Linked DNA regions of Lactuca sativa: region 1 is linked to region 2. Evidence: chromatin contacts called from public Hi-C data. All regions are on one chromosome and are shown on one strand. The core of a region is the stretch at or near the end of the contact, and the rest is flanking DNA. Distances in the headings are between cores, read along the strand shown. Region 1 holds the start of LOC111895292. Region 2 holds the start of LOC111895248.

Region 1 (4,273 bases), core at 965-3,464, 880 kb after region 2:
TAAGAGTGTATAATGTAGTATGATACTACGTCAAGCTATAAGTTTCTATTTACCTCATTGATACATCTAGGTTGTTTCTACTTTTTTTAAAAGCCACCGATAATATCCTAAACATGTCATTAAACCTTTGGAACTTTATTACACAAATCTATGTCTTTCAAGTGATGATCCAATAATTTAAACATTCTAAGCTTAGTTTAGTTCTCTTAAAAATCATACAAGCTCCAATTTCTTATTAATCCTTTAACAAATAGATAGTAAAAACAAAATAAGCTTTTAATTTGACCAAGTGCACCAAAATTATTACATTTCTATATGGTAGACTGGATTAAAAGTTAAGTTGAGTAATATGTAGAGCTTGAATCACCACTGAAGCCTTAAGTTAAAGTTAAAAGCCAAACAAAGATCCATAGAAGCAATTCCTAACAAATGATCGATTTTATAACTTAAACATTGTTTCAGAATAGAAAAATGAGTTTAGAATCTTTATCAATTTCATGAAAACAAGTTTAGAATCTTTATCAATTTCATGAAAACAAGTTACGTTTAGATTCCATCATTGTTAGCGATTCAAAGCTTCAAAAACAATTTCAAACTCCATATCAAACATGGCATATGAGGTTATTTTAGAACAACTTACACATACACATCACTTTATTCCTAAATCTACACATTTCGTCCACAACAAGACATAAATCTTCAACCTTTGATTGAATGACACATATCTGTCAACTCCTGATATCGTTATGCTAAAGGTAAAGGATATTTACATGAAGTTTGAAGAGTACATGTCAAAATAGAACTAGAAACTACTTAGAAGTCATCAATCACAAACAAATGGAGGATTCTCCAAACACTGAGTCGAAACTTATAAACAATCAAGAACTTGAGAGAAAAGAAATAATTTTCAATCTTCATTGTATTGATTAACTGATTACAAAGAAGATAACAAGAACTTTATATATATACTACTCTATAAAAAACAACGACTGATAACTAATTAGTAATTAAATTACTATAATACCCTTAACAACAATAACAGAACAGAGAAGCTATCACCCCCCTCAAACCGGGGGGGGGGGGGGGGGGGGGGGTATGGAAGTAACCCAAGTTTGTTTGTTGCATCTTGATGTGCTGGTCCATAGAGAGGTTTGGTAAAGACATCAACCAATTGTTGTTGAGTAGAAACGTGAGACAAAGAAATCAGACCAGCTTGAAGCTTCTCTCGAACAAAATGATAGTCGAGTTCAATATGTTTTGTTCTTTCGTGGTATACAAATGGCAGCTTGATTATCACACTTGAGAGGAATAGGGGTAATATTGTCCACTTGTAATTCAGATAAGAGACGGCTTAGCCATGCTAATTCTGCACACACACGCCTCCTAGACCTGTATTCTGCTTCAGCATATGATAAGGAGATAGTAACTTGCTTCTTTGACTTCCATGAAATAGGAGTATCCCCAAAAATAAAGAAACCACTAACACTTCTTCTTGTGATTGGGCATGATGCCCAATCAGAATCATAGAAAGCTTCAATGTTAAAAGAAGGATTTTTATTGAAAAATAACCATTGTGTTATAGTGCCTTTAAGATATCGTAATACATGCATGCCATCATTGTAATGAGCTTGACATGGAGTTTGGCTAAATTGACTCAAATACCGAACTGAGTATGCCAAATCTAGTCGAGTATGAAGAAGGAAATTCAATTTCCCAATGAGCTGGCTGTACATAGTAACATCTGGCAAAGGTTCTTCCATTAAAGGCAATAAATGAAGTTTCAGTGATAAAGGAGTGGTAGTGATAGATTGTTCTTGCATTGAATAAGCAGAAATAATTTCGTTGACATACTTTTGTTGATTAATCACCATTCCGTTTGCAACTATATTAAACTTTATGCTCAAGAAATAATGAATGTGACCCAAATCCTTGATTTGAAATTTATTATGAAGTGACTTGAGAGATTGAATCTCTATGTCATCATCTCCTGTGACCAACCTATCATTAACATATATGGCAACAATGACTATGTTGGTAGGATTTTTCTTTATGAAAAGTGAATAATCATTTGATGACTGTGATATCCTTTAAGAACAAGAGCAGATGAAAGCTTATCATACCACTGTCTTGATGCTTGCTTTAAACCATACAATGGCTTTTTAAGTTTGCCAACAAGTGAAGAAGAAGAAAGAAAAAGATCAGGTGGAGGCCTCATTTAGACTTCTTCATAAAGATCCCCATGCAGAAATGCATTATTTACATCAAATTGATGTACATTCCAACCCCTTTTCATGGCTATAGAAACCATGCATCTAACAGTGGTGAACTTTACAACTGGTGAAAAAGTTTCATTGTAGTCTATCCCCTATTTTTGAGTAAAACCCTTTGCTACTAGCCTTGCTTTATGTCTTTCTACAGTACCATCTGCTTTGTATTTGATTTTGAATACCCATCTACAAGCAATTGGTTTCTTCCCTTATGGCAGTTTTACGATTTCCCATGTGTGATTTCCATCTAAAGCTAGTAACTCTTTTCTCATAGCTTTTTCCCACTGAGGCTTAACTTTAGCTTAATGATAAAAAGCAGGTTCAATTTCCATGTGTGGAAAATGGGATGAGGTTTTGGTAACAACTAAATAAACACTTTGAATCTGGGAATGAAGACCAATACATAAATTGGTGAGAGTGTGAGAACAAGAAGAAGATGTATCTCTAACAACAGAATTACAAATATAATCTTGAAGATGAATAGGTGGTTGAGATATTCTGGTTGTTCTCCTTAATAAGGGTTCTTGAATAGGTGAATCAGGTAAGAAAGAAGTAGCTGGAGAAACATTATTACCAGAACTGGGAATAAAATTAGGATCAAGGGTAAAATTGGAATTTTGAACAACAGGATCAGAAATAGGAGTGGGAATGAAAGAATTCGTGTCAAGAAGTGATAAAGAACGATCTGATGAGTGTAATGGGAAATTATTCTCAAAGCATTTGACATCTCTTGAAATCGAAATAGATTTGGGTACCAAATCTAAAACTTTGTATGCCTTTTGACCAGGAGGATAACCAATAAAAATGCATGGATTAGCATGTGGCATGAATTGATCTCTTCCTTGAGGTAATGATGAAACATAACACAAACAGCCAAAACTTCTTAGTTGATCAAATGAAGGTTGTTCTTTATACAAAATTTGAAAAGGACTTTGACCATCTAGAACTTTGGAAGGAATTTTATTGATTAAATGAACTGCAGTCTTGACACAATCGCCCCAGTAAGCAATGCCAATTCTTCACTTAAAATAAAGAGCTCTGGAGGTGGCTAAAATGTGTTGATGCTTTCTCTCAACAACTCTATTTTGTTAAGGATTGTAGGGAGTAGATTTCATATGTAAAATACCATTATCTTGAAAAAATGAAATGCCTTCTGAACTAGATCCCAACTCCATAGCATTATCTGTTCTGATAACTTTGACCATTGTATGAAATTGTGCCTTGACCATTTTTACAAAAGATTTGACAAGATGCAAGGCATAATGTTTTTGTGACATCAAGTGTACCCATGTATGCCTACTGTGATCATCAATAATGGTGATAAAATACTTAAAACCATCATATGTAGCATGTTTATAAGGTCCCCAAATATCAACATGGATCAAGTCAAAAGGATTTTTAGATATAGTATCACTGATAGGAAATGGTAATTTATGTTGATTAGCTTTAGCACAAACAAGACATGAATTAATATTCATTTCATTACATTTTGAAGAAATAAGAGAAAGTTCTTTTAGTTTGGCTAAAGGAACATGACCTAACCTGTTATTCCACAACATTGTTTGAACATTAGAAGAAATAGTGAATACATACGTTTGATAAGACAAAGAAGAAGGAAAAATAGAGAAATTATAGACTAAAGACTGCTTGACTTGATGATGTTCAAACACATATAGATCATTGATTCAAACACATGTAGAAGACAATTTTCATCAGTGAAAATTGCAAAAGTCTTAAGATGAGAAATGAGCTTAGGAATAGAAACAAGGTTATACTTGAATTCAGGAACATATAAAACTCCATGAAGTGTTATGGAATCATGAATTTCAACATCACCAATGTAATTGACAAAAGTGCCCTGACCATTAGGAAGCCCAAGAGATTGAGGGTGAATAAGTTTTGTAAGAGAAATACAGAAATCTTGACTAGAACAAATGTGGTCAGTGGCTCCTGAATCTATGATCCAAGAATTATGTGTTTGAAGAAGATGCGAGGACTTATAAGCA
Region 2 (4,431 bases), core at 336-2,835:
CCAATAATCTAAGGGTTTTTTCACCTCTCATTTGATGACTGTATGTATAATTGTAACTAGTTTGTAGTCATCATTATACTATATTAGTAGTGGTCCCAATACCTGTGCATCTTTCTGTTTGGTATCTATGTGATGTATAAGATACATTGTTTTGGAGTTTGTAGTTTGTCAGTTTCTGTAGATGGGCCCCAACACCAACTCTTGTATTAGAAATCTGTGTAATTTTGAGATTTATGCATATTTCACTTCGTCTAGGATGTATATTGGACATGTGTTCCACCTGTGCTTATGTTGTCACTAGAATTTTATTTAAAAAAAATGGTAAACCGTATCATCTGAGTGGTCCAAGCTGTCTTAGGTTCACGTGAGAGGTCAATCAATGAATACTAACAATATTTTGTGTGTGTTAGGGTTAGAACCCTTGACCTCTTGTGCGGTATTCCACTCCTCAGCCACTACACTCCCATCTTAAGGACTTGTAAAATTTATTTAAAGAGTAAAAAGTTAAAGAAATAACATTCGGGTATTTTTGTCTTTTAACAAATAATTAAATTCCTTTCAATTTCTTGAATGATTCCTACGTAATTCAAGTCCTATTTGAATCTTGAATTCCAAAGACGGACACAAAATGAAATCTTCAATGGTTACAGTGTGGGTCTGATTTACATCTCAAATGATGTTTAGGGTATTATGAACAACTTAAAAGTTGCTAGAAGAATAACTTTAGATTTCAATCTATTGGTGGCATGTTTTTTGTCATACAAGATTCCACTATTGGATTAGATATTTACTTTATAAGTACTCAAACCCTCCCATCAAGAGTTCTTTCTTTTTAGTGGGGGCTGAGTTGGTGTTCTATAAAGTGTTGAATAAGAAGATATGTTTGCATATATTCATCCTTCTTGGACAGTTTGTGCTACTTGTAAGTTGTAATAAGACAAACCAATCACTTGACTGGAGTCCACAAAGAAAAACAGAAACTTCAAGAAACACCGGATGTGTACAAATGATGTTCCAAACCATAATATCTATGTAAAATTAATATAAAAAAAATATAAGGCTAGCTAGATAAAAATGAACCAGTGAAGTTATGATCTTAAAGAACCGAAAGAAGTCCAGATCATCAATGTCTTTTACTTGTCTTGTTTCCATCAACCAATCATGAAGCACCAAATCATCACATGGACAAATGGACGATCCTGTATGTCACCACATCAGCAGTAAGCTTGGTGCAGCATCCCTATGTATATTCACTAGAATCTGTGATCATGAATTGCCATATGTCACATTCTGATTTGCTAAAAGGTTTTGAGGACGATAAATTCATTGTCTTTTTATGGTAATGATGCTTTTTTTTTTTCCAAGTAGCATATTGGTGAATAGTCTTGAAACTTTAGAGAATGTCTAGGGTAGGTGGGACCCACTGGTCACGTGAAGGGGGGCTGCCACATTGGATTCCTACAAGACAGAAATGTTGAACTCCAAATCTCCTCTAAACCCTTCTCCACCAGTTATCATCTATCTCCCACATGGACTCCATGGCCCACCCCACCATCTCCTTCACCATTTTCATCTCTATATAACTTTCAAACGCATTTTCCTTGCTTCATGATCGCTAGCTCTCATCACTCTCTATACAACACAAAAATCCTTCACATATATACATGTCCATATTTGTATCACAAAACCAGTGAAAGTGATAATTAAGATGGATGACTCTTCAGCTTCATACATACACATGGTAACAACAACAATAACAACAAAAACATATGGTTCATAATTCATATGGAAAGTTTTATAGATGATCATAGTTAAAAGTTTAACTATATATATGCATGGTGTGATTTGTTTTAGGTGCAACATCTTATAGAAAAGTGTTTGATCTTCCGCATGAGCAAAGAAGAGTGCATGGAAGCCCTATCTAAACATGCAAACATCAAGCCGGTCATCACCTCAACCGGTTAGTTTCCTTTCCTTTCCTCTACCTCAAACTATATATATACAGATCATTCATATATGACCATGCATGCATGGCCATACACACATGATCAGCTAGAGCTAGACACAATCCCAATATATGTTGGAGTCTCCATTCTCTTCTTAAGAGTTATCTTTCGAAAAAAATCAAGAAATCTATATCTCCAACATGGTATCAAAATAAACATCTAGCACACATGTCATCATCTAATCAAAACCTATAGTCACATCGGTTAGACACAGTCCCCTCCTACTGCTTGTATATATGTTGGCGTCTCCCCTCTCTTCCTTATGGGCTCTTTTGGAAAGAAAATCAACAATTTAACATATCTAACATGATATCAAAGCCATCATTGAGCCTCCATGTTAGGGGTCATGTGTAAGTCCCACATCAACTAGCTAGACACACTCAAATCTACGTGTATAGATTATGTTGGAAACTCACTATTTGTTAAAGGACTCTTTTGGAAAGAAAATGGACAGTAGATCCGATCCATATATATATATATATATATATATATATATATATATATATATATATATATATATATATATATATATATATATATATATATATATATATATATATATAACCATGATCCTAACCGAAATTGTTAAATATGATCACATTATTATTAAAAGTGAAACAAAACCCTACACATAACATGCAGTGTGGAAGGAGTTAGAGAAAGAGAACAAGGAGTTCTTTGAGTCGTACTTGCAGTCTCAGTCATCAACAGGAGCAAGTCGACAGATGTCGGAATCAGAGACGAGCGAGTTGATTCAAAAAATGATATCTGATAACAAATCAAACAACTCAGACAAGGATGATGATGATGAGTAATTAAAATATGGCATAACATGGTGACTCATTAACGTCTAGCTACTTTTTCATGCCTCCCCTAATCTATGCATGTATGTATGTATGTATGTATGTATTATTATTGATCTTACCATCCTGAAACAAAAGGGAAATGACCAGATTGCCCGAGATGACATAAGGGTATTTCAGTAAATTCAGGTGGGGTTGGGTGGGGATATTGAATCTTAGTGGGAAGAAGTCACTTTATATGTGATGTCATGTGAGGATTGTCCTTATTGTGGTAGCTAGCTCTCCTGTTTATAATAATAAATGAAACTGAATATGTTGGTCCATTTCATATTCTTATTCTCGTTTTTTAATTGAAAGTTGTTAATTACTTGTACTCGAAATCAAGATTTATGGTTGGAACAAGAAGTATTTGGACCATGCCAGACTAAATGAGTGATTGGGGGTTCAAGAATAGATTGTAAATAACATATAAAATGGAAGTAATCATTTAATATATTGGCCAAACTAGATGTTTGATCTATATATTGTATGAGTTTATTTGAAAGAAAAATAAAATATAAATTTTTAAACATTTCAAAAGTGTGAATTTATAAGAAAAGTGAAAAATATTGAATTATTAAAATTAAAGGTTTTTTTTTTATTTTTTTATTTTTAAATTTAGACAAATAATTTAGATGAATAAACAAATGAAACTAATATGACTTTAATTTAGTAATTTTGAAATTAAAAGAAAGTCCATTAATGAAATTAATATGTATTTATTGTTATATTTTATTATTATATCCTACCTAATAAATGAAAATACTTTTGATACTTGTCATTTTTTCTTTCATTTTGATATATGTCATTTTCTAGAATTTTTAAAATTATTATTTTCCAGTTGTCATTTTTTAAGGATTTCAATTTTTTCTTAAAATAAATTTCCAAAAAATTCTAATGGGTTATATATATATATATATATATATATATATATATATATATATATATATTTGAGACTTGTCATCTTTACTTTCATTTTGATATATATCATTTTCTAGAATTTTTAAAATTGTTATTTTCCACTTGTCATTTTTTAAAGATTTCAATTTTTTCTTAAAATAAATTTCCAAAAATTTCTAATGGGTTATATATATATATATATATATATATATATATATATATATATATATATATATATATATATATATATATATATATATATATATCATTCTGTTAATTTGATAATAAATTTTCATAAGTGATCCAAACAATTTGATTTCTTTTATAAATGTTACAAAAGATTACATTTTTTTTTTATAGAAAAGCATTATTGTATAGAATATTTAATGTTTATATTCATATTAAATTTTTATTTTTAATAAACCCGTGTGATACACGGATCTTATACCTAGTAAAATTTAATAAAATAGAAAAAACATAAAATAAGATGTGAAAAAAAATAAAATGAAAATAATAAGAAAGAAACCATTTATATTTTTAACTTTGAAATTTAAAAAAAAAACAACTTAACCCGTTAACCGTATAGGTTTCATGATAACTTTGATTAACCATAAAACTTTGAAGTCTATGAAAACCATTGAGTTTTGCGTTAACCATCCAAAGATTTTTTTCTCTTTAACAAC

What was found. A called contact is a pair of places that touch in the nucleus more often than the background predicts.
Region 1: a contact with region 2 is called in a Hi-C map of seed, with 4 times the contacts expected there. The contact joins the promoter of LOC111895292 here to the promoter of LOC111895248 in region 2. A contact is called at or near these places in 2 of 4 Hi-C or Micro-C datasets (leaf and seed).

The regions. Positions count from the first base shown.
Region 1 is chr9:96,336,709-96,340,981 of Lsat_Salinas_v11, forward strand. LOC111895292 reads right to left here and starts at 2,215. Exons shown (of 2, transcript XM_023891384.1): 1 at 2,121-2,215; 2 at 1,248-1,998. The coding sequence starts at 2,215. The coding sequence ends at 1,248.
Region 2 is chr9:95,454,324-95,458,754 of Lsat_Salinas_v11, forward strand. LOC111895248 reads left to right here and starts at 1,586. Exons shown (of 3, transcript XM_023891338.3): 1 at 1,586-1,741; 2 at 1,855-1,960; 3 at 2,649-3,132. The coding sequence starts at 1,709. The coding sequence ends at 2,821.